Linked DNA regions of Mus musculus: all the other regions are linked to region 1. Evidence: chromatin contacts called from public HiChIP or PLAC-seq and promoter capture Hi-C data. All regions are on one chromosome and are shown on one strand. The core of a region is the stretch at or near the end of the contact, and the rest is flanking DNA. Distances in the headings are between cores, read along the strand shown.

The links. Promoter capture Hi-C pulls out the DNA fragments that hold promoters and counts their contacts. HiChIP or PLAC-seq counts read pairs in DNA pulled down with a chosen protein or histone mark. Capture Hi-C pulls out chosen DNA fragments and counts their contacts.
Region 2: an H3K27ac HiChIP or PLAC-seq map of embryonic stem cells shows a contact between it and region 1, with 5 times the contacts expected there. The contact joins the promoter of Cacnb3 here to the promoter of Spats2 in region 1.
Region 3: a promoter capture Hi-C map of pancreatic islet shows a contact between it and region 1. The contact joins the promoter of Ccdc65 here to the promoter of Spats2 in region 1. A contact is called at or near these places in 1 of 115 datasets of contacts at active chromatin or transcription factors (bone marrow-derived macrophages) and 1 of 9 other capture datasets (pancreatic islet).
Region 4: a contact with region 1 is called in a promoter capture Hi-C map of embryonic stem cells. The contact joins the promoter of Fkbp11 here to the promoter of Spats2 in region 1.
Region 5: a contact with region 1 is called in an H3K27ac HiChIP or PLAC-seq map of microglia, with 5 times the contacts expected there. The contact joins the promoter of Nckap5l here to the promoter of Spats2 in region 1. A contact is called at or near these places in 1 of 39 promoter capture datasets (liver), 1 of 484 Hi-C or Micro-C datasets (embryonic stem cells) and 2 of 115 datasets of contacts at active chromatin or transcription factors (microglia and pancreatic cancer cells).
Region 6: a contact with region 1 is called in a promoter capture Hi-C map of liver, with 3 times the contacts expected there. The contact joins the promoter of B130046B21Rik here to the promoter of Spats2 in region 1. A contact is called at or near these places in 3 of 39 promoter capture datasets (liver and pre-B cells), 3 of 484 Hi-C or Micro-C datasets (all in embryonic stem cells), 1 of 115 datasets of contacts at active chromatin or transcription factors (embryonic stem cells) and 1 of 9 other capture datasets (pancreatic islet).
Region 7: a promoter capture Hi-C map of liver shows a contact between it and region 1, with 3 times the contacts expected there. The contact joins the enhancer-like site here to the promoter of Spats2 in region 1. A contact is called at or near these places in 13 of 39 promoter capture datasets (the 3T3-L1 cell line, cranial neural crest, embryonic stem cells and 8 more) and 3 of 115 datasets of contacts at active chromatin or transcription factors (bone marrow-derived macrophages, embryonic stem cells and extraembryonic endoderm stem cells).

The regions. Positions count from the first base shown.
Region 1 is chr15:99,124,487-99,128,869 of GRCm38.p6, forward strand. Spats2 (spermatogenesis associated, serine-rich 2) reads left to right here and starts at 2,359. Exons shown (of 13, transcript NM_139140.1): 1 at 2,359-2,401.
Region 2 is chr15:98,632,472-98,636,854 of GRCm38.p6, forward strand. Cacnb3 (calcium channel, voltage-dependent, beta 3 subunit) reads left to right here and starts at 2,296. Exons shown (of 13, transcript NM_007581.3): 1 at 2,296-2,742. The coding sequence starts at 2,698.
Region 3 is chr15:98,706,128-98,710,510 of GRCm38.p6, forward strand. Ccdc65 (coiled-coil domain containing 65) reads left to right here and starts at 2,067. Exons shown (of 8, transcript NM_153518.2): 1 at 2,067-2,409; 2 at 2,928-3,095. The coding sequence starts at 2,269.
Region 4 is chr15:98,726,470-98,730,852 of GRCm38.p6, forward strand. It overlaps Fkbp11 (FK506 binding protein 11), which reads right to left and starts at 1,729. Exons shown (of 6, transcript NM_024169.4): 1 at 1,488-1,729; 2 at 1,214-1,279; 3 at 742-829; 4 at 431-464; 5 at 15-85. The coding sequence starts at 1,616.
Region 5 is chr15:99,455,931-99,460,313 of GRCm38.p6, forward strand. It overlaps Nckap5l (NCK-associated protein 5-like), which reads right to left and starts at 1,818. Exons shown (of 13, transcript NM_001001884.1): 1 at 1,702-1,818.
Region 6 is chr15:98,804,299-98,808,681 of GRCm38.p6, forward strand. B130046B21Rik (a long non-coding RNA gene) reads left to right here and starts at 2,017. Exons shown (of 3, transcript XR_003951472.1): 1 at 2,017-2,926; 2 at 3,938-4,024. Ddn (dendrin) reads right to left here and starts at 3,627. Exons shown (of 2, transcript NM_001013741.1): 1 at 3,307-3,627; 2 at 1-2,902. The coding sequence starts at 3,515. The coding sequence ends at 979.
Region 7 is chr15:99,438,451-99,442,833 of GRCm38.p6, forward strand. The region is part of intron 1 of Nckap5l (NCK-associated protein 5-like); the gene reads right to left. Nckap5los (a long non-coding RNA gene) reads left to right here. Exons shown (of 5, transcript XR_003951477.1): 5 at 549-4,383. Among named protein-coding and RNA genes, the nearest start is that of Nckap5los, 7.8 kb to the left of the region's middle. Within about 2 kb of position 2,196, at least 91 of the 459 cell types and tissues checked have an H3K27ac peak or open chromatin away from gene starts, as enhancers often do.

The DNA of each region.
Region 1 (4,383 bases), core at 1,109-3,608:
CTTTAACTTTTATCTGTGCAAAGTTAAGAAACACAAAAAATTGGGCACCTGGTACTCACTATGGAGACCAGGCTGGATTTGAACTCATAGAGATCCACCCACCTCTTGAGTGCTGGGATTAGAATGTACTGTTACACCCAGTAACTTGCTTCTTTTTAAAAAAAACAGTGCTAGGGGCTGGAGAGATGGCTCAGCAGTTAAGAGCACTGACTGCTCTTCCAGAGGTTCTGAGTTCAAATCCCAACAACTACATGGTGGCGCACAACCATCCATAATGACATCTGATGCCCTCTTCTGGGGTGTCCTAGATAGCTACAGTGTACTTACATATAATAAATAAATAAATCTAAAAAAAAAAATTAAAAACTAAAAACAGTGTCTTGCTATGCATCCCAGGATGGGTTCGAACTCACAATCCTTCTGCCTCAGGCTCCTGAGTGCTGCAGTTATAGTGTGTGCTGCTGTACACGGCCCAATACCTTTTATTCTTATATAAAGAACGGTGCCCAGGGGAGGGCAGTTATGAACTTGATCCCCAGAATCCACAGGGTGGCTCACAACCATTCAGAACTTCAGGTCTTGATCTGTTGTCCTCCTTTGAATTCTGCTGGCACCAGGTATATGGTATACATACACGCAGGCAAGACACACAAGTTCAATCAATCAAAAAATATTAACATTACATGAAAAAAGAACTGCGCCTAGCATGTTTAAGGTTGGGGGTGGGTGGGGAGGGGCAGCAGTGCTCTTCCAGCACGGTATAAGCCTCGGATTTCCTAGTGATCAGGAGGCTGAGGCAGGAAGTTCCAGAGTTGGAGGCCAGCAGAGAGCTACATGGCCAGATCTTGTCACAATAAACAAAAATAAAAACAGTGCACAGCAAAAAGAACAAGGATCCGATGAAGACATCTGACTTGGCAGACACATACTGTCCCATGGTCAATTATATGATCTAAGACTGGAGTGATAAAACATATGGATATACTGTGCTCTGCCTGTAGCACACATCTATAAGCACGCACTTGAGGTGGTTCTGACTATTCAAAGCCCCTTTGCTTGGCTTCAAAGGAAGTGAGAAGTAGATGGTGATGAATATTTTCAGTGATGATTTAGTCGAAAACTCAGCCTCTACCAGGCGTATCCAACCTTTTGATATTGTGACATGATTGTCTTCCACAAAGTTCACTATTTAGATTTTAAAAATAACCGCCAAAACAGGTCTCATATTTAAGTTCCTTGGCTTGAATGTGGTTGGACATGCCCTTCCTAACCTCTCTCTCCTGATCAGAACCGGTAAGACACTAACTCAAAAGATACATCAATACTAGCGATGATCTGGCTCTGGAGAGGCTGGAGATTTCGAGCCCTGATTACGAAGTTAGGTATTTAACAGAAAGATTCGACAACAGCCCTTCCTAATCACAGCCACGTAGAGGGATGCAGGAAGTGTGAGGTCGTTCGCTCGCACATCCTCTCTCCAGAACCTCTCCCATCAGGCTGGGTGGCCAGGTGGCTCTGAAATAACCTTTAGGAGCAGAAGGTAGGTCCGGAGGCGGGCAAAGTTAAAGGGAGTGAGCGGCTGAATTGTTCCCTGCTAGAGAGGGCGGACGTGCCTGCAGACCTGGAGCGAAAGGCTCTAGGATCCCATTGGGAATCTTCGGCCACCTCCGGTGAGTTTCGGCTCTTTCCGTCAGTTCCCGCTCGGCTCGTCACTTAGGGGCACGCTGGCGCCCACTCCTAGCCCGGCCGCTTTAGGTCGCCTTTCCCGCACGCGGACGCGAGTACGCGCCCTGCTCGTCTCGCCGCCGTTCCTTCCCGTTTGGCCCCTGACCCGCTCCTTCAACCCCTCAGTGAATTAATTCCCCGTCTCCCGCAACTCAGGCGCGCGAACCCCGCGCGAAGGGAGAGCGCCTGAGAGGAGCGGTAACCCGGCCGCGCGCCCCGGTCCCCTCGGCTCCGGTCTCCCGCGTGCGGCGCATCGGGGTCGCGCCGGCGCGAGCGCGCGCCCTGCGCTCCGGCTGGCGGGGGGCGCATGCACGAGTACGAGCGCGCGCGCACGCGCGGGCTCCGAGGCGGGGCGAGAGGGGCGAGCGGCGGCGCGAGTGCGGGCGGACGAGGGTCGCTGTGGATCCGCGGGCACTCCGGCCCCAGCCGCGCCTGCGAGGCTCTGCCGGCCGCCCGGCGGACGAGGGACGCGGGGAAGGCGGCGGTGGGGGCGGGGCGGCTCGGCGTCGGGCCTCGGGCGAGCTGGGGGAGGAGCGCGGCAGCGACGGCGGCGGCTCCCGAGGACGAGGGCGAGGAGGAGGCGGAGGCTCTTCTTTCCTCATCCCAGACCCGGGAGCGTCCGGAACGCAGAGCCCGGAACTGGGGGGACGCGGCGGCTGCAGGGAGCCCGGGCTAGGTAAGGCTGGGGGTGTTGGGTGAAGTGGGTGGCGGGGGCGAGAGGGGCCGGAGGTGGAGGGAGGGCTCGAGGAAGGGGAAAGAGGGAAGGGGCAGTTGTTGGGGGTTGGGGTACCGAGAGGAGGGGGACCGGGAGCCCTTTGGTTCCCGCAGTGTGGAGAGGGCCGCGGGTTTCTGGGGTTAAAGGGGCGAGCGAAGCACACGGGTCCGAGTTGGGGAGTTTCCAGAGGATAGGCCGGAGAAACAATGGAGTGAGGGGGACTCTGGCGAGAGCGTGTGTGCGGTCCTAGATTTCAGAAACTACGTGCGGGATCGGAAAGAATGAAATAATGGGTCGATTGAAATGTGAAGTACGGCGAGATGGGCATGTGTAAAGTCTTCTGCATTGTGTCAGGACGCAAGTGCCATCATGGGACTTAAAGGGTAGAAGGACAATTTCGGAATTTGAGAGGAAACCGGACTAGAAAAGGCAAAGAGAGGCAAAGAAATACGAGTTTGGTTTTGAATTAAACCAGAGCCTAGGATAGAGGTGCACTAGAGGGTCTTCGTCTCCTAATTCATCCAAGATGATTCTATTTTTTTTTTTTTTTAGGGAGTGGGTTAGTCTTGGCCCCTTGCTAAGGCATGCAAGCCCTTCTCCCAGTAATTTTATTATTATTATTTATAGTTCATTTTGTTGTAAGGCAAAACTGTAATATTTATTCTCGATCAGCTCAGCAGACTACTGTATATAATTTCTCCGTATTTATTGAAGCAAGAGAGAACACACTGCCGGCAGTACTCTACCATGAGCGAGGTCAGCGATACTGCGGAGTTGAAGATGTTTGGTTTGAAAAGTAATGAATAACTGTGATTTTTTTTTTCTTTTTAAATTTAAGTTGTCTGTCCTTTGTTGGAATTTTTGTTTCCCATTGAGAAATGTTCCGGCTTGAAAAAAAAATGTTCATAAACCTTCTAATTCTGGTTTTGTGCTTGGGGGAAGAGAGTTTCGGTTTTTTGTTTTTAGAAATTGTTCAGGGATGCTGATTCCTAGTGGTCAAACTGCCTCCACATTCTCGTATTTTTGAGTTAAGGTGGTTTGGGAGTCCTGTGAATAAGTATTTCAGGGTTATGGACTTTGCATTCCACCCCCCCCCCCAGACTCCCCCCTTGGGGGTGGTCTTAGTCTTTATCAGTAACCTAGGCTGGCTTGTGACCTATTGTGTAACCCCAGTTAGCCTTTGAAGTAAAGTTCTTTTGCCTCAGACTCCCAGCTGCTGGGATTACAGCTGTGAGGCTGGGCCTGTATCTTCTTTATACTTTAATTTCCAGGCCAAATTTGATACAGCACTGACTGGAAGATCACTGATTCTGAAGCTATTATTATCATTATGCATTCATAGATGTGTGCGTTAAGCTTTTCATTGGTGAGACGTGAAGTTTTGCTGACTCATCTAAACTAAAATTTCTGGGCAGTCATCCGTTTATAGTTTTCAGCTGTGTTTCTGATAGCGGGCAGCATTAGGCCACCTTCTAAATATCAAAAAAAATCATGACCTAAAATGTACCTTTAAAAATTCTTACTTATAGCCTGATGGTGGCCATGCATGCTTTTAATCCCAGCACTCAGGAGGCAGAAGCAGGCAGATCTCTGTGAGTTCGAGGCCAGCCTGGTTTACAAAATGAATTCCAGGACAGCCAGGGCCGTGCACAGAAATCATATCTTGGAAAACAAAAAAATAAAAATAAATGAAAAAAACCTTAAAAATTAGAAAAAAAATTCTTCTTATTTTAAATGAGGTGTGTGTCAGTGTTTTTGTGCATTCTAGTGCAGTGTCCCCAGAGGCTAGAAGAGGGGTTGGGATTCCCTGGAACTGGAGATGAGTCTCCTGAGGTGGTTACTGGGACTCGAACTCTGATCCTCTGCAAGAGCAGTACACACACTTAACCCCTAGAACCATTTGTCAGGTCTCTTCTAGAATCGCTATCACTCTGTAACCCAAG
Region 2 (4,383 bases), core at 1,046-3,545, 490 kb before region 1:
CCGGTCTATGTCTTTTTCTGACTCCAGTGCAACCTTCCTGCTGAACGAGGTAACCTCCGGGGCCCCCTCCCAAGAAGGGTGGGAGAAAAGCTCCCGCATTTGGGGGAAACTGCAGCATGGGGCGGGAGCGAAAACAGGAGTTGAGAGCTCTGGATAATAGAGGAAGGGAAGGCTGGAACTGGCGCCTCCTGCAAAACATGCAGAGAGGTCTGACTGGGGAGCTGAGGAAGGGGCGCTATTGAAAGGAGGGCCGTGCCAGGCTCCCTCAGTGACCCTCTCTGAGTTCCCGGGGAGGGGGCAACCTAATAGCTGGAATGTGAGGGGCCTCCACCTGGAGTAGAACTCCCAGTTCCTGCCTCAGTTTCCCCACTTGCTGCCCAGTTAGTTTTCTAGAGGTTCTCCGCTTCCACACCTGGTCTTTTAAGGCTTTCCTCTTTGATCTTGCTTCCACAGCTGGATTAGCAGGAGAACTGGCATAGGCAGGTGTGGCTCTAGTGAGAAAGGAAGTGGACATTCTGTGGCAGCTCAGAGGTATAGGAGGAGAGAGGGGAGATCAAGTGCCTGCAGGACCCAGGGGATGCCTGTAGGTATGAGGAACTGGAACCCATCTCCAGGAGGAGGTGGTTGGCATGGCAACGAATTTCTCAGAGGCCGACTTAGACACCATTGTCCCAGCTGGGGATGAGGACAACAAGGTCCCCGTGAGGCTGATAGCAAATCTGCTGCCTAACAGTCCAGGGATCCCCATGGGTGGGTGGACAGTCCCAAAATTAGAGAGGCCAGGGGAGGAGATTCCAGACGGGACCCTCTTCCAGGAGAAGAGAGCCAGAAGGGTCTTACTCTTTGACACTTCTCCACCCTCTGGGAGGAGAGAGGGGACTAAGGAGACAAAGGAAAAGGATGGTACAGGACAAGGCAGTACTTGGGGACACAGAAGATATCGAACTAACCCTCAAACACACTGGGTTGGAGCAGTGGAAGCTGCCTCCCCCAGTTGCAGCTGGTGCCCTCAGACACAAGGGCTCCAATAAAGTTGCCTGCCGGTCCTTCAGTCAGGAGACAGACTAGGGTGTCATTAGATGAGCCCCCCCCCCCATCTTTTTCTTACCGAGGGAACAGGAAGATAAGATATAGGTGGGAAGCCAGTTGGCTTGGGTGGGTGGTCTTCCTCTCCTTTCTACCGCACAGAACCTTCTATAGATCTCTTGAACCCTTCCCAATTGTAACCGGAAGGGTGGGCAAGTGTCCTGAACTTACACCCTCCGGGGTTTCAGGAGCTAGAAGTGGCAAAGGGCTGAGTTGAGAAAGCGAGACACCAAGCACGGCTGGTGTCTGCCTCACATCCTCTTGGGATGCCCAAGCAGGAGGTTAAAATGCAAAAGGAAAATTTTGGTCGGGGGGGGGGGGGGAGGGATGTAAAAAGGGAGCGAGCTCAAATGATGACAGCTTTTAGAAGATCTCTTCAGAGATTGCGACTCTTTCCTCGAATGGCGGGGTGGGGGTGGAGGGCGCTGACTGGTGCTGGATGATTAGAACCAGCATCCTGCACACCGTACGTAATTCTGGTCTTTTGCAAAGCGGTAGGCTTTACCCTTCTTCCTTCCCAACCTCAGCGTCAGGATCGCACCTTTGCTCCACCCTTTAAGCTCACCTAAAACAGCCCCTTTCTGCCCCAGTTCCCGCGGATGCTTTGGCAATGTCTGGCACAATCCTTGGCAGGGAAGTGAAGAAGAGAATCTCCATCCCGGCTTAACTTGGATAAAATCTGCCCGTGCAACAGGTGTGGGGAGGCCTAGCCACCGTCCCCGAACTTCCCCCTTCTTAAGGGTCGGCCCTTTACCGCAGCCCGGAACGGAGAGGGCCGGGCACCTGTTGGGGCAGGAGCTGCTTTCATGGCACGGGTCTGGGAGCTCAAAACCATTTCTCCCTAGTACCACTGCGGGGTTTGCTTTGGGTGTCTCCAGGACTTGCAGAGAGCTGACATTGCCGGATCACCTGAGACCTCTTCCCCATCTGCTGTCCGTCCTCCTTTAGATCTCCATTTTCCTGTCTCCGCGTTCTCCCTGCCTCCAGTCCTCCTCTCTCTCCAGCCATCCTCCCCGCCGCCCGCACCCTCTCGATTCTCCACCGGGCTCGCGTCTGGTTGCGGCGTCTCTCCCCTTCCCCTCCCCCGCGCCAGCCCTTTGTTTCCCGGCGGAGCAGTTCCTGGGTTGCGAGAGTCCCTGTCTCTGCATCTCTCCTCGCCCCGCCTCCTCCCCGCCGGGATCCGCCCCGCCTGCAGCCTCTCCGCCCTTCTTCCCCGCCGCCCCGGCCCCGGAGGTGCCGGGGACCCACCTTCCCGACTCGCGTGCGCCCGGTTCCGCGGCCCCGGCGGGTCCCCCCTGGCTGCCGCGCCCCCGCCGCCCGCGTCTTCCCGGGAGGGGGTCAGGTGGGCGGGCACTATTGTTGTGGGAGCCGGCGGCAGATTCCTCAGCCGCGCTGGCGCGCTCGGGGTGGGACCGGCTGGGCTGGGGGGTGGGGAGGGGAGCGGTGATCTGAGCTGCGAGCAGCTGGTCTTCGCGGCTCGCTCCTTCCTTCGCGCTCGCGCTCTCCGCCGCCGCCGCCCGCAGGGCTGCGCGGCTCGGTGGCATCTCGGGCGCGGCCCGCCGTCCTCGCCCCCGGCGCCGCTCGCTCCCCCCACCCACCCCGGACTCCCCCATGTATGACGACTCCTACGTGCCCGGGTTTGAGGACTCGGAGGCGGTGAGTGCCCGCGGGGGAGGGTGGGGGGTGGGGGTGGGGGAGTTGGGATGACACCTCTCTCTCTTCAACCCTTCCCCCAGTTCTGCACTTTGAAAAACGCCTTGGCAGCGAGCGGGGCAGCGCGCGTAAGCCGGCGGGGGGCTCTCTAGGAAAGTGGGAAGATGGTCTCTCATAGCCAGGTATCCCAGGTACTCCGGTGTGTGCACAGGGACGCTGTAGGGGGAAGGCTCGAGCAGGTGGCCCCAAAGCTCAGGACATAGGAGGCTGAGGAGGGGAGGACAGAAGGCCCCGACACCGAGGTTTTTAGAGCGAACATGGAACATTTGGAGTTCCGTATCCTGGGTTCATGGGGTCTGAACACAACAGGGAAAGCTGAGCTCCGGGGGAGACACTCCGGACTTGTGCCTCAAGTAAATGACAAATTAGGGAGCTGGAAGAACATTAGCGACTCGCGTACCAGCCTCTGCAGACAGGAATTCTAGAACTTGGTCTCTTTTTCCTCTCTGCCCACCCCCCCTGCGCATGGCCTTGACTGCTCTCACTCACCACTGCCTCTAGCTCAGCTTCTTGGAAAGGCCACCAACCACAGGGGTGGGCCATCAGACTGTGTTCAGTCTAGCCCCCTGCAGAGGAGGGCCTGGAGGTGAGGCCAGGGGAGCTCAGGGGCATGGGGATGGGAAGGAAGCTCTTTGCTCCGAGAACCAGGCAACCAATAAATATTTAATTCTTCTCTTTGCTTTTATCTCCTGACCCACTGAGACAAATCAGCTCATTAGACAGTGATTCCCGGAGCTCAGAGAGCAGAAAGACTGCCTGGAAAGATGGGACAAGAGTTGGGGGGGGGGGTCAGTGTCAGAGCCTCATGGAGTCACCAGTCTCCCCTTAGACATCCCACTCGATATGGGAAAGGACCACTAACAGGGCTTGAAAGGGTCCCCTGACAGGATTAAATCGAGCCTTTTATCTCCGGCCCAGGAAAGAGGAGTGGTGAGCCTCAGAGCAGGCATGTGTCAGTCAGTTGATTCTGGGACCAGGCTCCTTCAGGACCCAATTTTCCATGGGGCTCTGGGGCTAATTACGTTGCAAGGGAGAGCAGAGAGGTGGTTCTGAAGGCTCTGGTGGGCACCTCTTTCTGACAGTTGAAGGGACAGTTGGCATAGCCCTGGGAGTCAGAATAAGCTGGAGGAGAGACCTCTCTGCGGGGCTGCAGGGCCCGAGGAGCTACCTTCTCATCCCTGGTGAGAAGCCGGGGCTGATGCAGGAGACTGATACCTGGATGTTATTTGAGGGCGGCCTGCTGACCCATTGCTCCCTCCTGACCTTCCCCGGTTCTTAGATCTCTTCCCCCCCAACTTCCCTTCCTCCCGCCAGCTCCTTGCTCTCCCCGAGGCCCCCTCTGAAGCAGTAGGAGGGAGATCAGGCTCTAAATAAATCCACTGGGCTCATCTCCCTCCTCTTCTTCCCCTGTGCCAGGCAAGAGAGGAGCTGCAGCCTGCCCACACACTCACCAGGCAAGGGGGGCACCACTAGGGCACTGTGCCAACTCCAGCAGCTCCAGAGTACTGAGACGCTCTGGCTTTGGGGGCATAATGGGTGGGGAAGTAAGAGCCTGCCATTCTGCAGGGTAGAATGCTACCTACT
Region 3 (4,383 bases), core at 817-3,316, 420 kb before region 1:
GCCAAGAATTGATCCTGGGTACTCCAGAAGACCAGCCAGTGCTTGCTCATAAGTACTGAGCTATCTCCCAGTCCAGCCTCTTTCTCTTCTAAGGACACTGATCCAATCCAGGGAGTGCACTTTCATGGTAGTCCAAACTTCATCACTTCCCAAGGGTTCTACCTCTACTCTTTTCAAGACAGGGTCTCTCTGTGTATCTCTAGCTATCCTGAAACTCACTCTGTAGACCAGACTGTCCTCGAACTCAGAAATCCACCTGCCTCTGTCTCTTGAGGGCTGGGATTAAAGGGATGTGTCACAAACACCCAAGTACCTGTTAGTAGACGTTGGGGTTGCAACAGTTCCCTACTTTTTTGCCTTTGTAGCTTTGTTTTCCTAAATGTCTCATATAACATTCACAATAATACTGTCACCGCCAGCAGGGACTACAGCTCAGTGATGTGATCAGAGCAGCCTAAGGAGGCTCCGGGGAAGCTATGGGGACTTCTTCTAACTCAGGTCCTCTTGGCTATGTCTACCACAGAAAAGAATTCCAGGATGAGTCAGAGTGAGGAAAAGCTGGCTTACTGATGAGACAGAAAAACAGACAGACAGACAGACAGACAGAGACACAAGAGAGAGACAGAAGACTGAAGAGCAGGCATGAGAAGGGCACAGCTGGCTGCCTGGAGGTCACAGTGTGTGATTGGGGGCTTCGATGCTGCTTCAGGTGCAGATATTCCTAGGAGGGAGTGTGCACTGGTGTACATCTTTTTGTTAGCCACAGATTTTGCCCTTGAAAAGTAGGGTTAAAAAAAAATTTTTTTTAAGGAGCTGAAGAGGGCTGGTGAGATGGCTCAGTGGGTAAGAGCACCTGACTGCTCTTCCGAAGGTCCGGAGTTCAAATCCCAGCAACCACATGGTGGCTCACAACCTCCCTCATCTGGAGTGTCTGAAGACAGCTACAGTGTACTTACATATAAATAAATAAATCTTTTTTAAAAAAGGAGCTGAAAAGATGGCTCAGCGGTTAAGAACACTGGCTGCTCTTCCATAGATCTTGAGTTCAATTCCCATCAACTCACAACCATCTGTCATGGGGTCTGATGCCTTCTTCAGGCAAGCAGGTATACATGCAAATGAAGCACTCACACATTTAGAGAGAGAGAGAGAGAGAGAGAGAGAGAGAGAGAGAGAGAAACAAATTTAAGCTGGAAGTGATGACTCCTACATTTGATCCAAGCACTGGGGGTGGGGGATGTGGGGCGAGGCAGAAGTAGATGGATTTCTATCTATACAGTGAGTTTCTGGCCATCCAGGGCTACACTGAAACACTGTCTTAATTTTTTAGTAAGATTTATTTATGTGTATTTGCGTTTCTCTTGCATGTATATGTGTGGACCATGTGTCTACCCCATGTCCACAGAGGTCAGATGAGGGAGTCAGATCCCCTGGGACTGGAGTTATGAACAGTCATGAGCTGCCCATGTGGGTGCTAGGAACCAAACCCAGGTCTTCTGCAAGAGTGGCAAGTGCTCTTTGCCTCTGAGCCATCTCTCTATCACTAAGGAGACAATTTACAAAATATTTTTAAATATTTTATGTGTATGTGTGTTTGTGCACGTTAATGCAGCGTCCACCGAGGCCAGAAAGGCGTGTTTTGATCTCCTGAAACTGGGGTTCCAGGTGCTTGTGATCTCAGACCATTGGGCTTGGCAGTACCTCCCTTACCCAGTGAACCATCTCATTATTTGTATGTATGTGTAAGTGGTTTTGACCTGTTCTACGAAATCCGATGCTGTCTTCTGACCTCTGCAGGCACCAGGCATGCGCACGGTGCTCAGACACACACGTGGACAAACCAGGCATACACCAAATTAAAAAGTAAAATGGAAAAACTATTTGAAGACATTTATTATTTTTTTAAGAGAGACTAGGGTTCTTGATTTAAAAAAAAAAAAAAAAAAAAAAAAAGCCTACTTAAAAGAACTGACTGCGGTCCTCCGGCATGCAGGGGGCGCTGAAGTAATGCTGCCTCCCTATTTCTCACCCCGCGGTCTTAGCGAAGGTCCTTGTTGCTAGGAGACAAGATGCGTCTTTCTGTTCTCCAGCTGGGAGTCGGGTGTCGCCTGAGCACTCTTGGCGTGGAGGACAGAGGTCTAAGGCCCCATTACCTTAGCTCCAGAAGGTCCCTCCCTGTCTATGGGAAGTTTTTCTTTCTAATTCCTCACAAGTGGCTCGTAGCAGCAGGCAGAGGCTCCTTGCCCGGACCCAGTCCGCAGCCCAGCCATGTCTAAAAAAGGAAAAAAGCCCAAGTTGCCCAAGGCACCCCTGTCCGAGGAAGATCAGCTGCTTATATTTCAGCAAAAGATGCTGGCTGACGAAGAGGCAGCCAAGAAGAAAGAGAGACTCCTCACCCAGTTCTTGAAGGTGATGCTCGTCTGCAGTGTGTCCTGCCCAAACCCCCAAACCCCCAAACCCACCGCCCATGCACTGGTACCGTTGCCTGGGGTCGCGTCCTTGTGGCAGGCTCATTTTCATCCTTTCCTATCCCTCTGAAGTCCTTGGTCCCAAAATACATGGGCTTCAGACAACATTGGTTTTTGCCTAGGGCATTCTCTGTGAAACATGGGGGAGGGGAGAATTGAGTTTGGCAGTATCAACCGAGCCCCCAGAATTAGGACAGTGGATGCTGTCAGGTGTCCAAATTCAGCTGTCTTGAATTCTGAGGTTGGGTCTGGAGTGGGGTCGTTAGAAACTCTTCTCTGATGCTTCACCCTGAAGGGAACCCATTCATTGGAAACCACAAACAGGAGCCCCCGAGTGTTGGCTGCCAAGGGCTTTGTTTGTGAGAATACACGGGGACTGGTATTTTTCAGCGTGGTATCGATAGCACCGAGGTGGACCTTTCGCCTTGGCTGAAACGCATGTGATTACTCCTCCCTCAGGACAAGTTGGCCAAAGAAGAACACAACAGCGCTCTAAACCTTAATAAGATTAACACGCAGTGGAGAACCATCCTCAGGGAGGTGAAGACCAGAGAGCTTCACCAAGACATCGAGATCCTCAGCCAGACCTTTGAACGCGTGGTGGACTGTAAGGACAGCGTCATCAAGGTATGCACCCTCTCGGGCGTGGTGGCGCACACCTTTAATCCCAGTACTCGAGAGGCAGAGGCAGGTGGATTTCTGAGTTCAAGGCCAGCCTGGTCTACAGAGTGAGTTCCAGGACAGCCAGGGCTACACAGAGAAACCCTGTCTCAAAAAGACCCCCCCCCAAAAAAAAAAAGAAAGAAAGAAAGAAAGAAAGAAAGAAAGAAAGAAAGAAAAAAGAAAAGGGAAAGGGAAAAGGGAAAAAAGAAGGAAAAGGAAAAGGAAAAAGGGAAAAAAAAAAAAGTATGCACTCTCTCCAGAGAGCAGGCGGGGATGGCTTCCAGACCTTCCTAGGTAGAATGGGCCTAGTGAATTATTTATTATTTATTGTTGTTATTGCTGCTGCTGTTACTATTATTATTAATTATTATTTTGAGACAAAGTCATGTATCCTATTATTGTTATTACTATTATTATTACTTTTGAGACAAAGCCATGCTTTCCTATAATGGCCTCAGACTCACACGTAACAGGATAGATAACCGTGAACTCCCCACCCTCCTACCCCAACTTCCCAACTGCTGGAGTGGCAGGTGTGAGCTACACAGCTGGATCTACCTAATCAGCCTTCAAGCCTTCACCAGGCACAGGCTGTGACAAACGTGGCCTATTGGTTCTAATCACTGTCACTGAGATGAGAAAGGAATTTCTGAGCTGTAACTCTTCTCCCCTACCTTAGAGGCTCTGAATCCTATGGGGCAGCCAGCATCACCAGCAACTTGAACTCAGGCCCACGCCTTTATTTCAGTATCCGAAGGCTCAGTTCCAGAGAAGGAAGCTGACCTATCCAGGGTTGTCCAGTTCCAGGCAGAAGCCGAGAGGACTCTCGTGTGGATATTTTGTTCTTTCTGAAGGGTCTCACTCTGTAACTCTGGCTGTCCTGAAACTTGCTATGTAGCCAAGGCTGGCCTCAAACTCACAGAGATCCACCTGCCTGTGTAGGTGCTTTGGCCTAGTCCACTGCCTCATTCAAACAGTTTGGCCTCCTTGATTTAACATCAGAGGCTCTGGACAAGGTCGGGAAGCCCTCCCTCACAGAGGTAAGAGCAACTCTGGATTTCCAAACCATTCAATCAGCCATCTTAACGCTCTTTTGGAGAGAGACAGGAGACTGAAACAGACTTGTGTAGCCCAGATGGCTGTAATTAGCAATCTTCCTATTTCTGCCTCCCAGAAACTGGGATTATTGGAGGTGCCATCAGCCCGGATCTGCATATGCTCTTAAGAAATTCCTGAATCACTCTCATCTTTT
Region 4 (4,383 bases), core at 479-2,978, 400 kb before region 1:
CCTGGTTAGGTTACCTGGGATAGATGGCGGGTACCCTCGCTTTCCATAAGCCAGGTGAGAAGGAATGACTGCTCTTCGCTTCTCTCTGAGGGAAGGAACAGGGATTGCAGGCAGGAGGGGGGTGAGCTGGCAGCCTCAGCCCATCTGAAGTGCCTTACCCCCCTCCTCAGATAGCGACACCAAAATATGAAATTCTCCACCTGACAGGTGGATCAGCAAAGTCACCAATCTCCCCACAGCACTCAGCCTCCCCCAACAAAACTGACAGCTGGAGAGATGCCCTGGGGGGGGGGTTCCCATTAACCTGCACCTCTCCAGTATGAAGTCAGGGGCCCTTTACTCTACAACGTCCTGCCACTGGAGAAGGGATGACAGAGAAACCTTCTACCCGGAAAAAGGAGCAGTCAGGCCCCGGCCTTCAGATACTCACCCCACACACATGTCCAAAAGGCTCTGCTCCAGACCTTGAGGAAGAAGGCAAAACTGAACTAGAAGCTACATATCTTCCCCACAGTACCCAAGAGGAAAATCAAAGGCTCCCCGTCATCAAATGAGCTTAGCTCCACTTCTCAGACTCTCTGCCGCAGTGATGTGTGGGGCAAGAAGAGTGTTAGAAGTGGAGTCTGAGGTAGCGGGAGAGCCTTGGGATCCTTTTCATTCTAGCGGCTGTTCCAGAGCAATACAGCCGGCAAGCAAGCAAGGGCTTAGGCTAGGGAGAGGTCAGAGGCACGGGGCACATACCTGGAATCACCTGCTTTTGGCCGAGTTCTATGACCAGAGGATCTCTGGTCAGAGAAGTGTCAATAATGCGTCCATCTACCAAACTGCCCTGAAGACAAAAAAAAATGGTGGGTCTAAACCCACCATTCTTCCCACAATTTGGGACCACCCGGAAGGAAGCAACCCCTTTAACAAACTTGTGTCCTGTCCCCATCTCCTTCCACCCACCACCACCATGGGCAAGAAGGAACAGGAAGCCCCACGGGGCTGGCGCTTCTTGGAGCTCTCTCTATCCTTCTTTTCTCAGCGCTGGAGAGGAATCGGCAGAAAACAAGGAAGAAAGAGAAGCAGGCGAGAGGACGCCCCCACGTGCGGGCTGATCCTAGGACTCAAGTTCTCTAGGATAGCTTGCCACGTGTCCAAGCCAAAGCTGACGTGTTTCAGCCGGGCGCCGCCCCTCCCAGGCCACGCCCCGGACCCCCAAGCCCCTCACCGTGTAGTGTATGTGGAGCGTGTCTCCAATGGCAGCAGATTCCGTGCACGATTCAGGGGGCTGCACCTACGATCAGACTACAAGGGTCAAGGCTGCTCCTCCTAAGCTCCTCTGGAGACCCAGCACCTTTTCCCCCAACTCAGTTCCTTCGCTTCTTTCCTCTTCACTCTCACAGGACCATTTAGAGTCCCAGGCTTCCCCGCGATCCCTGGCCGTAAAGGGGAACGGCGGGACATGGGGTGGGGGGAGGGGAGTGGCACCACAGTCTCCTCACCAGGGTCTCCACTTGGAGGGTCCGGACAGGACTTTCGGTTTCTGGCCCAGCCTCAGCCCGGCACACCGCCCCACTGAACAGTAGCAGCAGTAACAGCTGGAGTGGTAGGAGCAAAGGGCTCAGGGTCATGATTGGACCGGGTCAGAGCACCAGGATACCAGGGCAGGCTGTTCGGGTGCACGCGACCAGGACGGGTTCCCTCACTCCAGGCCAGACTGGTATGGGCGGGTTTTCAAGGCGCTAGCTCCTCCTCCTCCTCCTCTTGCAGCCCTCCCTCCACTTTGTCCCCACCTCCTAGAGGGGAAGAGACTGCAGAATTCCCTAACCTGTGATGGAGGTCGCGGATGGTGACCCATCTAACAGTCTTTCTGACCCATGACGACGGCTGGATCATGTAATAGCACATATTTGCCATTACCAACTGTAAAGAGGGGCGTTCGTTTGTCTCTAACCTGCGAATGGCCAGGAAAGGGAGGCACACACTTGTCCCCATTTCATAGCTAGGGCACTTGCCCAAGGTTAACATGGCAACTGGTGACAGTACTCAAGCACAGGGCTAGCATTTGTGCTCTGCTCGGTCTTCTAAGATCTGTCCCTTTCCACTAAGCCCAGAGGCAGGTGTCCAAGTCGGCTGACCCTTCACACTCCTGTTCATTCTGCTCTCGGGTATGTCCAGAAAGAGCTGGCGGCTTCTCCAGCCTCCTGTCTTGGGAAGCATTACGGGGCATCTTCCTGTAAAAAGTGATCCATCACAGATCTTCTCCTACCAGCAATGGCGTTTCCTTCCTGTTTTCCACAAATCCTTTTCACAACAGCAGCACGGACACCAGTCTTGTGTTTATGCAAGGACTTCAGTTTTTAAAGGGGGCTCAAGTAATTTTAGGCAGCCTTACCAGTTTCGAATTTCATGGTCTGAACACTCACTGACAACCTAAGCTGTGGTACCCAGCTCCTGGTCACTCACTCAAAGGCTGTCTGGCATGGTGTCCTTCCATACCATATTTATTCTCAGGCTGTTTCTTGGTTCGTTGTCTTCTTTAGCATTGATACCGGTTGTAAACACAATTCCACCTGTGTGTCTGGCCAGCAGCTCAGACTACACACACACACACCCAACACACACTTCCTCTTATTTGGAAGAACCTGACCTCCCTGACCTGGCTGTCTTGGTGGTTCTCCTGTACCGACATTCTGAGATTTCTTCCATCTCTAATACCCAACCAGTTTCCTTTGGGATTTCCTCTTCCAGCCCCATTAGCGAGTGCCTCCATATATAATGCTATCATTCTAATTAAGCTCTCATGTTCTCTGGGGGTGGCTTTGTGGTATTGGGGATCCAGTCCAGGCAGGGCTCTGCTCATACCTGGCAAGCGCCTTAGTTAACACCCCTAACCCAGGAATTATTTTTTAAATGCTCATTGTCAGAGGCTGGATAGATGGCTCAGTGCTTAAGAGAGTTTGCTGCTCTTCCAAAGACCAATTCCCTGCACACACATCAGATGGCTCAAAAAGTCTGTAACTCTAGCTCCAAGGACTCCAATGCCCTCGTCTAGTGTCCATATACACAATAAAAATAAATCTTAAAAAAAAAAAAGCAAAACCCTGCCTTCCAGATGTTGTGGTACACACCTTTAATTCCAACACTCAGGGGGCAGAGGCAGACAAATTCCTGAGTTTCAGGCCATGTAGGACTACACAGTCAAACTCTCTTTAAAGAAGCAACAAAAACAAAACACTGGAACCTGAATTGGTACAGTGGGATAGGGTGGTGCACACCTTGAACCCCAGCATGGCTACATAAAACCCCCCTCAAATACTAACTGAAGCCACAGGCGGCAGGAATTCCTGGGGTTGGTAGCATGCTGTGTCTTGAGGATATGGGGTTTTATAGATGCACTTTAAACCCGTCAAATGTGTGCCTAACTTCTGTGCATGTGGCTAGGGAGGTAGCTCAGTGAGAGAATGCTTGTTTTGTTTTGGTTGGTTGGTTTTGTCTTTTCCACACTAGGTTTCTTTGTGTAAACCTGGCTGGCTTGGACCTTGCTCTATAGACCAGGCTGTCCTGGAACGCAGAGATTTGTCTGCCTCTGCTTCCTGAGTGCTGGGATTAAAGATGTGTGCCACTTTCTACCAGGCGCTTTATTCCTAGAGTATAATTCCCAAGCACCAAAAATAAATGAATAAAAATATAATATAAAAAATGTGCACCTCACCATATGAATATATATTTGAGCAAATACAAAACTACACTTCAAAATCTCTCTGGGAAACTAGAAAGTTGTGGCTAACAGACATAGACACAAGTATTGAAAGCACTGTTTTAGGCTCCTGAAAGGGTACCAACATAGTCAGGAAGCCGGTCGTTTCATGCTCCACTGTCAGCAGTGGGCCCCCTCCCTTCCTGTACCCGGAGAGTACATGAGAAGTTAAGATGAGTTATGCTCTAGCAATCAGCTGATCACAAGGAGGGAGGGAACGCAGGTCCTTCTTGGATTTGAACCACAAAGATGGAAGCCTAAGTAAGAAGAGACCCACCATGCTAGCCCAGGGTTACCTACCACCAAACACCTTCTAATAGAGAGGGAGTTCTATCTCCATCCTGACCCCCAAGCGTCTCTCAGATCACTCTCTACACTGCTCCGTGCGGTCATATCGCTAAAAGCTTACATAATTCCATACCAACTGATAAACAGAATTGAGTCCTTGACAATTAAAAACTTGTCATCCAGCCCTAATCTCCATTCCTGAATTGGTCATTTATTAAACTGGAAGTCTTTTTTTTTTTTTTTTTTCCTTAAAACAAGTCCAGGCTGGTTTTGAACTTGGGATCCTCCTGCCTCAGCCTCCTAAGTGCTGGGATTAACAGGTGTGCCCCATCGATCTTGGCTCTGAAAAT
Region 5 (4,383 bases), core at 568-3,067, 330 kb after region 1:
AGGACCCTTCACCCCTCACCCCTCGAGTCACCACCTCTGTGCATGTTTGTGTGTGTGTGTGTGTGTGTGTGTGTGTGTGTGTGTATGTGTGTGTGTGTATGGGAGGTTTAGATCTTTCTGGTCCTACTGCTGAGCTCTGAAGATGAAGGAAACTATGCTCAATAGAAGCAAACCATCTTGCTCAAGGTCACAGCGCAGGCTGCAAGACCAGGGCCCAGGGCTCTTGACTCTGGCCATCCTGACAGCAACTCAGTGCACATACACGAATATTCTCTGCCATGTGGTGGAGTGCATCCCTTCTCTGAAGCCCGACTCTTCCAAAGGCTAGAGCTGGAGAATACTGTACAGCCAAAGACACCTTAGGTAGACCACAGGTGCTGGAAACAAAACCAAACAATCTATGTGGGAATACAAGGAACTCTGCTCACACACTAGGGATGGGTTTTAAAAATCTGAGAGCCAGGTTTTCAGGCCAGATTGGGAGGGGGGGGGGTCCTGTAAGATTGAAGAGGGTCTACAACAAAGCAATTGTACAATGCTCACTTCCCCTCAGAGGCCTGAGCACACAATAGTGAGAGACTCCTTCCCCATGGTTCCTCAAACCAGTCCTGATTGCCGGCCTCTGTCTCCAACCACTTCCTCTGGCTGACAATTGTGTTTAAGCAGGAGGGCCCACTGGAGAACGGGAGAGTTGGCGGAGAGGGAAATCAAAGATTGCCTCCAAACCTAAGGAAGCCTTCAAGCCTAAAACCTCCAGCTCCTGAGGAAGGCGGTCTTTAAAAAGCAGCTGTTGGGCAGGCTGGGTGGGTTCATGTGAGCCCTCTGGAAAACCAGGCTTAGGAGATGAAGGCCTTCTGTGCCCTTGGGACAGCGCCAAGGCTAGAGAGACAAGAGGGGCCTTCCGCCCAGGATATAAAAAGAGGGAGTTGGGGTCCCAACTGCCGCTCTCCTGGGCCTGCTAAACCAAGGGAATGTCAGGCACAAATAAATTCTCTGCATTCTTTTCAGCACCCCAGCCCAAACCCAGAAACCTTTTCAGTCGGGGCTGCCCTGTCCCTTACTCCAGCCCAACCCATCTCCTTCGCTCAGCCTCTATTCAGCATGCAGGTTGTCGGGTTCCCTTCTTCCCACAGCCCCTCAGAGCCTCAGCAGGGTGGTTCCCAAGACCCGGTCACTCCGCCTTTCCCCGCCTCCCCCACGCCCTACAGCCCCGGGCCACAGGGACTGGAAGGAGTGCGAAGGGGTGCCCCGGGCTGCAGTCTGCGCCTGCGCTTTGGGGAGAGCCCCCTCCCTCCGCAACCCAGCACCGCTAAACGCTACCGGGACCGTGGGATACGGGGAGGGTGGGATGCGCAGTGGGGGCAAGGTCAGTGCTTTCAAAGAGGGAGGGACACCCGCCACCGGAACATCCCCCCACTCCCGAAAGTTTCCCTTCCGGGGCCACCGAGTGTGCGCGAGGATGGCGCAGGGGGCGGGAGGGGGTGGGGTGGGGGGGTGGACAAAGTCACAACAGGACCCCTCCTGGGAGAGTGCAGCGCGAGGGACCGGCAGGCGTCGAGGTGTGGGCCGGAAGCCTCGCTCGCTGCCCCTTCCAGCCAAAGCTGCCACGAGAGCCTTTCACTCCACACTCCGCGGCCCCCACCCGGGGCGTGCGGCCCCCCACCTCTCAGCCCGTTAAATGCCAAACAGGCCTGAACTTACCGAAATCAGGTGCTGAGCTCGACTGGCTTGGTCCACAGGGTCCATGGCCGCATCTCGGGGGCGGGAGGGCGAGGGGGGTGCAGGAAAAGGGGGGTACCGGAGCCACCTCTTGATGTCAAGGCTTTAAAGGGGCCAATGAGCCCCGCCCCTCGCCCAGACCCCGCCTCCCTCCTCCCGCTCAGCCAATCCACGCTCAGCCTGGGTGCCTGCCCCTCCCAGCTCTATCCAGATGTTCCCAGGACGAGAGCTAAGTCTGCCCGGCCGGCGCGCGCCGCTTCCGCCCGAGTGGGCAGGGCCTCCCCTCCCCTCCCCCCTGCGGAGAAACACTCTTCCTCAGGCCGGAGCTGACCTGCAAAGCCTTCGCGGTGCTCCCGGTGCTCCTGGTGCTGGGGATCGGGATGCCAGGCCCGGCCGAGTGGGACTGGAGCCGGGGCATTTAGAACAGAGAAAACTAAGTAGGTTTGCGCGGGCCCACGGGCATGCGCGTCTGCTTCCGTGGGTCTGGGCGTGCACGTGTATGTGGTTGAGAGCGTGTTTGTAATTTGCTGCATACGTGTTAGGTGCAAATCTACAGGAAGAGGCTTGAGTGTCTCCTTGGCCTGAAATGCACCCGCCTCTCTTTTCCATCTCTAGGTCGGGGACCTCCCAGAAATCTGGAAACTGGAAGCGAGGAACAGGCACATGTGTAGAAAGCAGTGCTGGTTTAAGAAGCAAGGCAGACCCAGGCGTGGTTGCTCATGAGAAATCCTCGCACTTGTGAGGCAGAGGCAGGTAGATCTGTAGTGCAGAAAAAAGAGACTGTGGTTGGTTTTTAGCTACTTTCTGTCAGGGAAGAAGAAAGTACAGTCCAGTCACTTCACTAACCGGGAGGAAACAAGCTAACTCTTGCAGGCCTTTGCAACTTAAGAGCTCAGTACGGTTGTCCTTGGTCTGTTTGTTGTTACTGATTGGTTGAGACAGGATCTCTAACTCTGGCTAGCCAGGAACTCATGATATAGGCCTGGCTGACCTTGAACTTGTCATGATCCTATAGCTTCTGTCTCCATTTTGGTCCTTAAACACTTCCTTGCCCTTCGGTGGATACCTTATAATCCTCAGCTATATGCACTGTATTAACTGGCCTGGATGCGCACACAGGGGAATTCAGAGGTATCTTTGGACACTTTGTATATTTTATTAATATTGCTTCTCTCTTAGGTGTACAAATGAGACTTAAAGCAAAATTAGTCCAGTAAAAGAACGGGTGCCCTACAAGAATGTAGGGTGGTCAGGTTGGCTGGGATGCATTTAAGGGGTCCTCTCTGAAGAAGGCATTTTAGAGTGGGAGTCTAAAGATGGAGAACTTGAGTAGGACCCAGGCAGGAATAAAGACAAGTGATTGGCAAGAAGCTAATTACCAGAGTGGGATAGCAAGCAAATCCTCTTTTGTAGGGGGGGGGGGGCAATGCAAGAGGTTTTATCTGGAAAACAGAATGAGCATTTATATAAGGGAGTCATTTTGGATTAAACAACAACAACAGAAGAAGAAGAAGAAGAAGAAGAACAACAACAACAACAACAACAACAACAACAACAACAACAACCACCACCACCACCACCACCTCCGGTCTCGCTGTGCAATTCAGGCAGACTTCCAACGCTCTGCCCCCCAGTGTCAGGACACAGGTGTCATGTACTGGGTGTCAGGACCGCAGGTGTGCCACCAGGCCTAGAGCATGCATGCACACACCAAGCATGCACTCTGGTGCCGAGCCAAATCCACAGCCTTCCACTCCCTCTTCATCTTGTTTCTTGATGTTCTTTGAGGGTGCCTTTGGACACTACAGGACTGATTAATCCTTGGCCAGTCATCCCGTATTTACGGAATAGGGATTAATGTGCTGACCCCGGGGGGATAACAATAATTAGACACAATCTCCCCTCAAAGGGTTTTGAAGCCCAACACAAATGATGTATCTGCGGTTCTTGCGTCTTGGGATGGAAATCTTAAGTCCGTCAGGTATTTCTAACTATTTTAAATGTTTTGCAGGTGACTGAATTTTTGGAAGCAAATGACATCTAGATTGGTTGGGTTTTTGTTTTGTTTTGTTTTGTTTGTTTGTTTGGTTGGTTGGTTGATCGAGACTGAGTGTACTGGAATTCTCTCTAGACCATGCTGGCCTCGAACTCAGAGATCTACCTGCCTTTGCCTCTCTCCTGAGTGCTGGGATTGAAGGTGCGCGCCATTGCCCGGCTTAGAGTGTTTGTTTTATGTTTTGTTTTGTCTCTTTCATGTGCTCACCCTTATTTAGTAGGCACAGACAGAGCATTTGTCCATGGCCTTGCCCTCCTGGCTGGCCCTGGAGCACTTGCTATTTTGATAGGCTTCAGGCTTCAGCTGTGAAGCTGTAGCAGCGCTCCACGGTTATTTTCTTGGGTGAGGCTTGCTACGTTTTGACTCGGTTTTACTAATCAATTTATTAAAAGTCTGAAGCCCCAAGATTGATTATTCTCCATTCTTAGTCTGCATCACTAATGACATCCTTCCCTTGTTTGTAATAAGATGAGCTAAGACTTCTTGGGGGCTGGGGCTGTAGACTGCTGTTTACACACCCGTGTGATGGTGTGGCATAACTGCGTATATAGTGATGATGACCCTAGAAAGCCACGCCCTCACTACTCACAGTGGCATTTGAATTCAGA
Region 6 (4,383 bases), core at 767-3,266, 320 kb before region 1:
CCCCGCACCGTCTGCTGAAAAATCCACCTTCCTCCTTGCCTGGCTGTTTTCCTTGGAGAGACACAGAAATTGTCAAGGTCCTATCCGGTGGGCGATACCGTCTGCGTGGAAAATCCCGGTAACACTTCAGAGCGTCACTAAGGACACGGAGATGGAGGAGAAGGGGAAGGCCTAAAAGTGTCCCAAGCTGATTCATTGGCTACCTTCCCTCTCCAGCTTGGGCCACAGCAGGCTAGAGGCAGTGAGAGGGCCATGATCCTGCTCGGCTGTGGGAGCACTCACCTAAACTGGGAAAATTGGAATAGAAGCCCTTTGTCCGTTTAAATCTGAAGACCTTGACAGTCTTCCGAACTGAGGATGACCGAAGTGGGTAAGAACCCTCAGATTCTCTCTACTCGCTTATTCACAAAATCCTAGGGACAAAAGAATGGGAGGCAGAAAGCGCTCATTTTACATTTACAGAAGTCCGGGATGCCCGGGCGCAAAAATAGTTACTCTGAGGTCCACCAGCTAGGTCAGTGGCAGAGTTGGAATTGAAACTTGAGTTGTAACATCAAAGAGAGCCCTCTCGCCAGGTTGCTGGTTGTGTGTATGCATTCATTTCTTCTCTGCCCAAAGTTCCTCTGTCTCCTCCACTCAGTCACTAGGTTCAAGGCCTCTCCATTACTTTTTCTCTCCTGTCAGGGACCCTGCCCTGCCCATCGCAGGCACCATCCCTGCCCCTTCTCTTTCTCTGTCGGAACAGTTCCACACCGAATGTAGCAGGTGTGGATGGCCCACCCACACTTTCCCTGAAACTAACCCTTGAGTTGGCAGACGCTACCTTCCCTGGTTCCTCCTCTCTCCTCTGTTTCAAGTGTGGGAACAGGTATAGGTGGGAAAGAAGAAAAGGAAGCAAACGAAGCCTGGAGAGAGAGAAGGAGCAGGTGAGCCCAGGGTGGATGGGCTGAGCGACACGAGAACAAAGAGGGGCATCGCTCACTCCCTCTCTCTATTTCCCTGTGGCGTTTTCCTGGTGTCCTCTCGGATGAAGCCTTCCTCGGTTTGACTGATGACATCCACAATCTCCCGGATACTGTCGCTCAGCCCTGCTGTCTTCCCGCCTTCCCTGGGCCGGGTGTTCCCAAGCGCAGGCAGGGTCCTCTCATTCCGCCAGGAGGCGCCTGGGGCGTCTGTGTCGCTTCCATCAGAGGAGCCGCTATGGACGCTGAGATCCTCCGCTTCGTCTGAGTCCGAATCTGGGGCGGTGTGGCGGCGGATGCGGGACACGGCTTCTCGCAACGCCCCGGCGTAGGGCCCTGGAGTCCGCGCCCAGCCCCCGCCCGCGCGCCGCGGGACACCAGCCGCTTCTGAGCCCTTCAAGCTGCCGGCGCATACCGGAGCCGCTGGGCCTAAGGTCGGGTGCTCTTGGCTACCTGGCTGCGTGGGGGCGTCTCGCGGGTTCACTTCTCCGACAGGGAACCCCAAACCGCTGGAGGAGCGCTCCTCCAATGAAGAATCCCCCTGCTGTCCGACCTCGGCCTCGCACTCGCGACCCTCGCTCGGTTGGTTTAAGACTCGACTGCTCAACAGTCGCTTTTGGCAAACTGAAGGGTTGGCAGCGGCCCCCTCGCCCTCCTCCTCGTGACAGGGCTTGGGTTGACTAAGGCTGTCGCTCACACTGCACGACTCCCCAGAGGGCACGAGCTGACCCTGCTGGGTTCGAGGGGTCGGAACGTACTGGGACTTTATCACCACGCATGTGGCGTCAATGACAAAGATGCCTTCTCTACCAGCGGGACCTCGGGAAATGCGGGGCAGGGTGTGGGCACGGCGGGTCACCTTCCAAACTTCCAGGGTCTCATGTTCTGCCCCCTCTCTTTGACCCAGGGACTCTTTCCACCCGGTGCCTCCAGGAGCCCAGGGTCTAGGGAGCGTCTGGCTGTGCCTAACTGGAGGCTTTTTAGGGGAGGCAAGCCAACACGTGGGAAGCCATATCTGCTCACTTCCTTCTTTCCCTTTCCTTGACCCCCTGAGGTGCTGCCTGGACCTGGGAACAGGACGAGGTGGGCTGCTGATCGCGGACCTAGAGAGAGCTGCGTCCGTGCCTGGACCGCCAGTCGTTTTGCCTTGGGAATGACTATCGCCAGCACTGTTCAGGCCAGCAGCAACTAGGCCTGAGCTTTTCTCTATAGCCCCTTTGCAAGACTCTGGCCTAGCTCTGGCTGCTGTACAGCCTGGAGCACCTCCTAAGAGTCCCCGTCCCTGTCTGAGACCCCAAGCTCCTAGAACATCCCGGTAGATTCGAGGATCCAGCCTCTTCTTCGTGCGCCCTCCCTCTGTCCTGGTGGTGGCTGGAACTGGGGCTGATGAGGTGGGCGCCCGGGAGAGCTCCGGGCCTCGCTTAGTCCCCAGGGTCCTGTGGGGACCTTCATAAGAAGGTGGAGCCACATAGGGTGGCGGCCGGTCCCAGCGGCGCCTTGGGGCTGTGCCTGCAGAGCCTCTCAACAGCAGGTGAGCCTCGTAGCTAGGGGGCCCTGGCCTTCTGCCTCCCCATGGCCCCGCCCATGCAACCCCTGGGTCACCCTGCGGGAGCACGGATGGTCGGGGCGCTCGCCCCACCTGCCCGAAGCGCTCTGGTCTGGAGAAAACTGGAAACCCTGTAGGTTGGGCTGCCCGAAGGGCGTTCCGGGGCTCTGGGCGGGGCTGACCTAGGGGACTCCGTCGGGCCCCGCCAGCCTTGCGCCTTTTTCTCTCGGTCTCCTTGGCCTCCCGCTCCTGCGACGCCGCCTTTCTTTTCTCTTGTTCCCGGGCTCGGACCTCGGCGGGGGGGCCCGCCCGCCAGTTGGTTGCCTCCTGCAGCACCCTGGAGGCCCAGGGTCGGCGGGGTGGCGGCTCAGGGGATCCCGGGCGCAGCCTACACCTGGGACAATGAGCAGGAACCCAGGTGAGCAGTTTGCGGGGACAGAGAGCCGAGGTCCGGGGAGCTGGGAGCACTGGAGACCACTTGGGGCAGCCATGTGGGAGGGTTCGTGTGAGTGTCTGAGCGAGTGCACGTGCGTATATGTTAGGGCTAAAGTCGAAATGAGACTCCTCGCCATCTCTCCATGCACACTTTAACAGCGACTGCCCCCATCTCACCGCCTGCCACTAGTACTCCTGTCCCCCTAAACAGCGCTCAATGATTCAGGCCCCAGTCCTCGACGAGTGGGGGGAGGGAGGCGCGGGAAAGAGAAGGGAACAGCAGCAATTGCTGGTGCCAGCGGGGAGGTCTGGACCCCACTTCCCGCCCCACCACTTGCTGCCCCTCACCCCTCCTTCACTCACGTGCGGCTCTGGGGCCCACGGGCCCAGTAGCTGGCCTGGATGTCCATGGACTGTCGAGAAGGAGCGCGACGACTATAATGACAGGAAATAGTCTTCACTTCAATCACCAACAGCTTGGACTTCTGCACCCAGAGGCAGCTGCCGGACTCCTCATCCTGGAGCTCCCGGGGGCTGTCGGGCCCCTCGGAGAATAACGGGCCATCCAGCATCCTGCCCCACCCCACCCCGGCCCCCCACCCTCCCACCCGCCCCGTGAGCCCCCTCCCAACCCAGGGAGCCGGCGCCCACTGCAGAGCGGCAGGCCCAGGGACTGGCAACTATATATACCCGGGCACACGTGTGTGCCTGTCTGTGCGTGTGTGAGTGTGTGCTAGCGCGCGAGCGCGCGCGCATGTGACACGCCGCCGTGGACGGCTCCGCGCTGCTTCCTCCCCCATGTGCACGGCCGCCCCCTGGGGCCTGGGATTGGACGCCCCTTCCCACTCACTGCTCAGGTCCCCCAAGCCTAATGGGACCTGCGAGTGGGCGGGGAGAGACTTCTGATTCTTGCCAAGCTTACGGTGCCCTCTCCTCCAGCCCCCATTTCTTCATCCTTCCCGAAGTTTTAACCCTTTGCTTTCCTGCTTGTCAGGTTGCCTGACCACCAGTGCTCTCTCTATTCCTGCCTGCTCGCCCAGACTCCTTTCTCCGACAGGGAGTGGTGAGAACAGAACTCAAGGTCTCTGCCTGCCACTCGCTGCTGGTTTCCATGGGGTTGGGGTGCAAGAGAGGCTGGCCCACAGCTGGGGGGAGCGGGCTATTTTTAGTGTCGGTGGCATTCGGGTGCAGCTGAGATGAGTAACCAGTTCCTAAGCAGTACAGAGAAGAGGTGCCGCTTTCAGGAAGCTTTTGTGCGACTCTGGGGGAGAGCTGCTCCCCCAAGACCTCAGAAAGGTGCACCTGTATGCCTCAGCTTTCTCTGCTGAGGCGGAACTCCATCTATCCTGGCCACCAAACAGCAGGACGACTCCTACTCTAAATATGGGTGTCCTTGGGCACCCACAGAGCCTTCCCTGAGCAGCAGGCTAGCTCCCCTAA
Region 7 (4,383 bases), core at 946-3,445, 310 kb after region 1:
TCCCACTGTGGAAGAGACGATGCAGCACCCTGCTCCAGAGGCCGTGGCCAACCCAGGGTGGAGTCTGTAGGCTGCCACTAGCAGAGAGCAAGAAGCTGTCAGCTACACAGGAGAGGAGTCCAAGGAAAAGCTCCACACTTAAACTGGTGCTGGGGAGGGGCACAGCTACATCTATGTGTATGTATTACATTTGTGTGTCTGTGTGCATCAACATCTATGTGTATGTATTACATTTGTGTGTCTGTGTGCCTGAGTATATGCCACATCACACACATGGAAGTCAGCTCTGCGGGTAACTTGAAGCAGTTGGTTCTCTCTTTCTACCACGTGGGCCTGGATTGGCAGGCATGGTGGGTAGCAACCTTACATCCTAGGAAGTGGAGGGTTTATTGAGAAGGTAGATGTGCTGGCACAAGCCTGGAACATGTAGAAGCTTAGGTAGAAGTGTCATGAGTTCAAAGCCAGCCTGGGACAGACACATGGAGATAGTCATTTACTTTTGAAAAAAATGTTAAAGATTTTTCGAAACCTTTCCTGTGGCCCTCTAGGGAACACCAGGATGCATAGTGACAGGGTCACCTGGATCTCCTGACAATGGGCTACATTAAATGAAGCCGCAGAAGTCTTTTCCCCAGATGCTGAACATGTGGGATGTCGCTGAGCCTCGGCCAAGCACTCTCCTCCTCCTCCCTTGGGGCTTAGTCGCACCAGTTGCTGGGAAAACCCAGGCTTGGATCCCAGGATGGCCCCAGTTTCAAACATTCCTGTGTGGTTCCACAGCGCATCAGAAAGGTTGGATCAGAGAACTCCTTGCCAGCCAGGCTGGGTAGTGGGGAAGAGACTGGCTCTGGAGACTCTTAATGTGACTGGAAGCTTCTGCTAGAAAGGTGAGCAAGAGGCTCCTCCCTTCTTAAGGGGCCTGATTCACAGGGAAGTGACTTTAGTGTGTGTGGAGGGGGAGGGAGGACAAGCAGAAAGCTCTCAGGCAACAGGGAGACAGGAAGAGAAAACTGCTGAGAAGTGTCTGGCCAGTCAGGCCTGTGGCTTGCACCTGTGATCTTGATGCTGAGGCAGGAGGACTGCTTATGTGGTGAGATATGACACACCAGCTTGGATTAGAGCAAGAGCCTGTCTTTAAAAAACAAGACAGAATGGTAAGGAACATATTCCCCTAAAGTAGCCTTCAGAAACAAGCCTTCAGAGCACGCCTTTAATCTTAGCACTTGGGAATTCGAGGCCAGCCTGGTAAACAGAGAGTCCCAGGACAGCCATGGCTACACAGAGAAACCCTGTTTTGAAAAACTTAAAAAAAGAAAGGAGAAGAAAAGAAAAGAAAAGAAAAGAGAAAGAAAGAGAGGAAGGAAGAAAATAAAAGAAAAAAGAAAGAAAGAAAGAAAGAAAGAAAGAAAGGAAGGAAGGAAGAAAGGAAGAAAGAAAGAAAGAAAGAAAGAAAGAAAGAAAGAAAGAAAGAAAGAAAGAAAGAAGAAAACCCGAACAAACAGTAAAACTTTAAAAACTTTAGGACTGGAGAGATGGCTTAGTAGTTAAAGAGCACTGGCTGCTCTTCCAGAGGACCAGAGTTCAATTCCCAGCAACCACATGGTGGCTCATAACCATCTGTAATGGGATCTGATGTCCTCTTCAGATGTGTCCGAAGACAGAGACAGTGTACTCACATACATAAAATAAATAAATAAACCTTAAAAAAAACAAAAAAACAACAGAGTAAAAATTTAAACTCCAAAGTCTGGTGGCTCATGCCTGTAACCCAGGGATAGGAAGGGGGAGGCAGGAGAACTGGGCCAGTCCGGACTACAGTAGACCCTACCACAAGCCAACAGAGAAATGCCTTTATCTCCCCAACCCAAAGCCAGGTCTTGTGCATGCAAAGCACTGAGCCCTCAGCCCTGCACCCCCTTAAATCTAGAAGGCTAGGACAGACAACAGTTTCTGCACCTCAAACACAGATCTTGCCATACTGACCTTGAGTCAGCCAAGGAGTGCCCCAGCCCCTCCTCTCCAGTGTGTGTGTGTGTGTGTGTGTGTGTGTGTGTGTGTGAAGCATGGTTGCCTGGTCTCTCTCTCTCTCTCTGCTCACCTGGGCCATCAGCCAAGGCCTTCTGGCCCTGAGGAGCCCCTCATTCCCCAGCTGTTCCCTGAACAGTCCTCCTGGGAGAAAAGCCAGGGGCAGGGGGTGGGGGAGGAGTGAGCAGCTGCACGGAGGAAGGGATGGGGGCTTTACTTAAAGAATCATCAGTGACACCAGCCAGTTCAGCTCCCTGGCCAGCTGCTCTCTGGAATCCCAGCCTGTCACACCCAGGGGTCCACTTATCAACAGCAACCTTTGCACCCACAGCAGACACAGAGCAAGCTAAGAGTAACCCCGGTTTGCAGAGAGTGTGGGCAGTCACAGGGTGGGACCTGAGAGAGCCCACTTAATTTCTGGCTCAAAGTAGCTAAGGATTCCAACTGGATTCACTCCTTCCACGGGGAAAGAAGCCAAGAAAGTGCGGCCGTCCCCCAAGCTGGTCCATAGACACAATGGCCCTTCTGCAGTAATGCCTACTGGATCCTCCCTCCAGCTCCACTCAAGGGTACCCCAAGAACCCACCACAGACTGCAGGTTCTTCCAAACCAACTAAGAGCAGGACCAGGCTTCTCCTACAGTGTAGTATTCAAGCAGTGTGGGGTGTTGTTAGCCCCTCGAAGACGTCTGAATTACAACCTTCCTCATCTCAGCGCTCAGAGATCTCCTGTTCCCTGTCCAAGGGTAACAGCTGCTGGAGGTGGGGAGAAGGAAGGGGTTCCCACACAATGGGTTTATTTGTAGGACTACACACCAGGGGCTCAGCAGCCAAGCAGCCGAGGCCCCACTCCCAAAAGGCCAGCCAAGAGCTAAGCCAACCCAGCTAAGGAGATGGAAAAAATATCAGACCAGAAGGCAGAGAGAGAGGTAAGGCCTAGCCCACTGCACAACTGAGATGCTATGTGACTTCAGGCAAGTCAGTCTCTCAGAAAGAGGTTCCTTCCCACTATGTAGAGATTGTTCTAGAAGAGTAACTCTCACGGAGTGGCCTGGGGACCCCAGTCATGACACTGTCTACCCCCATTCCTCGCCACCTTCTCCAGGGGCCCTTCCCACGACGCAGAAGCAGATAAGAGGATCTCTCTGCTCTCTACAAAGTCAGACACCAGATTTGCAAGCAGTAAGAACACGGGCATTCTCCACTCTTTTGTTTTAGGACATATAATTATTTTCATAAGATATGGCATCACGGTTATTATTTCTAACATTTCTATTTCACTGTATTGTTTATTTGTTTGTCTGCTTGTTTTGAGACTGGGCCTCAATATATAGCCTTGGCTGGCTTGGAATTTGTTATGTAGACCAGGCTGGCCTTGAACTCAGAGAGCTACCTGATTCTTGAGTACTGGAATTAAGGGCACAACTAGGTGGTGTAATTACTATTACAACGATGACAATGACGATGTGTGTGTGTATGCATGTACACGTGTTCTCATTTTGGTGCATGTATGAAGGTCAGAACTGACTACCAAAAGTTGTTTTTCTCTCCTTTCTAGTCCTGGGTGTCAAACTCAGGCCATTAGGCTTGGTGGCAAGTGTTTGCCCACTAAACCATCTCAATATACCTGCTTTTACACCTGCCTGCCTAACAGTCTGTTTTTGCATGCACATGAAGGCGCATGTGTGGAAGTCAGAGGACAATTCTTGGGCGTCGTCTCTCTCCTTCACCCTAAGGTCTCTGGAGATCAAACTCCAGATGCTGTCAGGCTCAGTGTCAAATGCCTTTACCAGGATAAGCCATCTCATTGACCTTTAAGTGAACAGAATAAACATTTTAAACTCTCAGTTCTAACACAGCATAGGAAGGGTAGCCAGAGGGCATAGAGGCCTCTTTCCTGTGGCTTCCTGGCTACCACGTTTCTGTCTTGCCACAGGCCTAAAGCAATGGTTTGAAGCCTATGAAAATACAGACTAAATAAATCTTTCCCTAGAAAGAAAGCATAGAGATCATATATCAAAAGGCTGGAGAATCATGCTTGGTTGAGAATCACGCTTGGTTAGCTTTTAGTTTTGTTTTTGCAGTCCCGGGATCAGGCCAAGGGATGAACCCTCTACCAACCACGCTACTGTACAGTCAGAGGATCCCGTCCAGAACAGCCATCCAGAGCCGAGAGGGAAAGTTCAGTTTATCACTGTTAGCACTACCTACAGGTGGGAAAGATGGCTAATCCAACCGAGAAGTTACACTCTTTCTGCTTATCAATCCATCTATCCTCCATCTATCTATCACCTATCATTTATCCATCTATCTATCTACTACCTATCTACCTATCTTTATCATCCATCTATGTATCTAT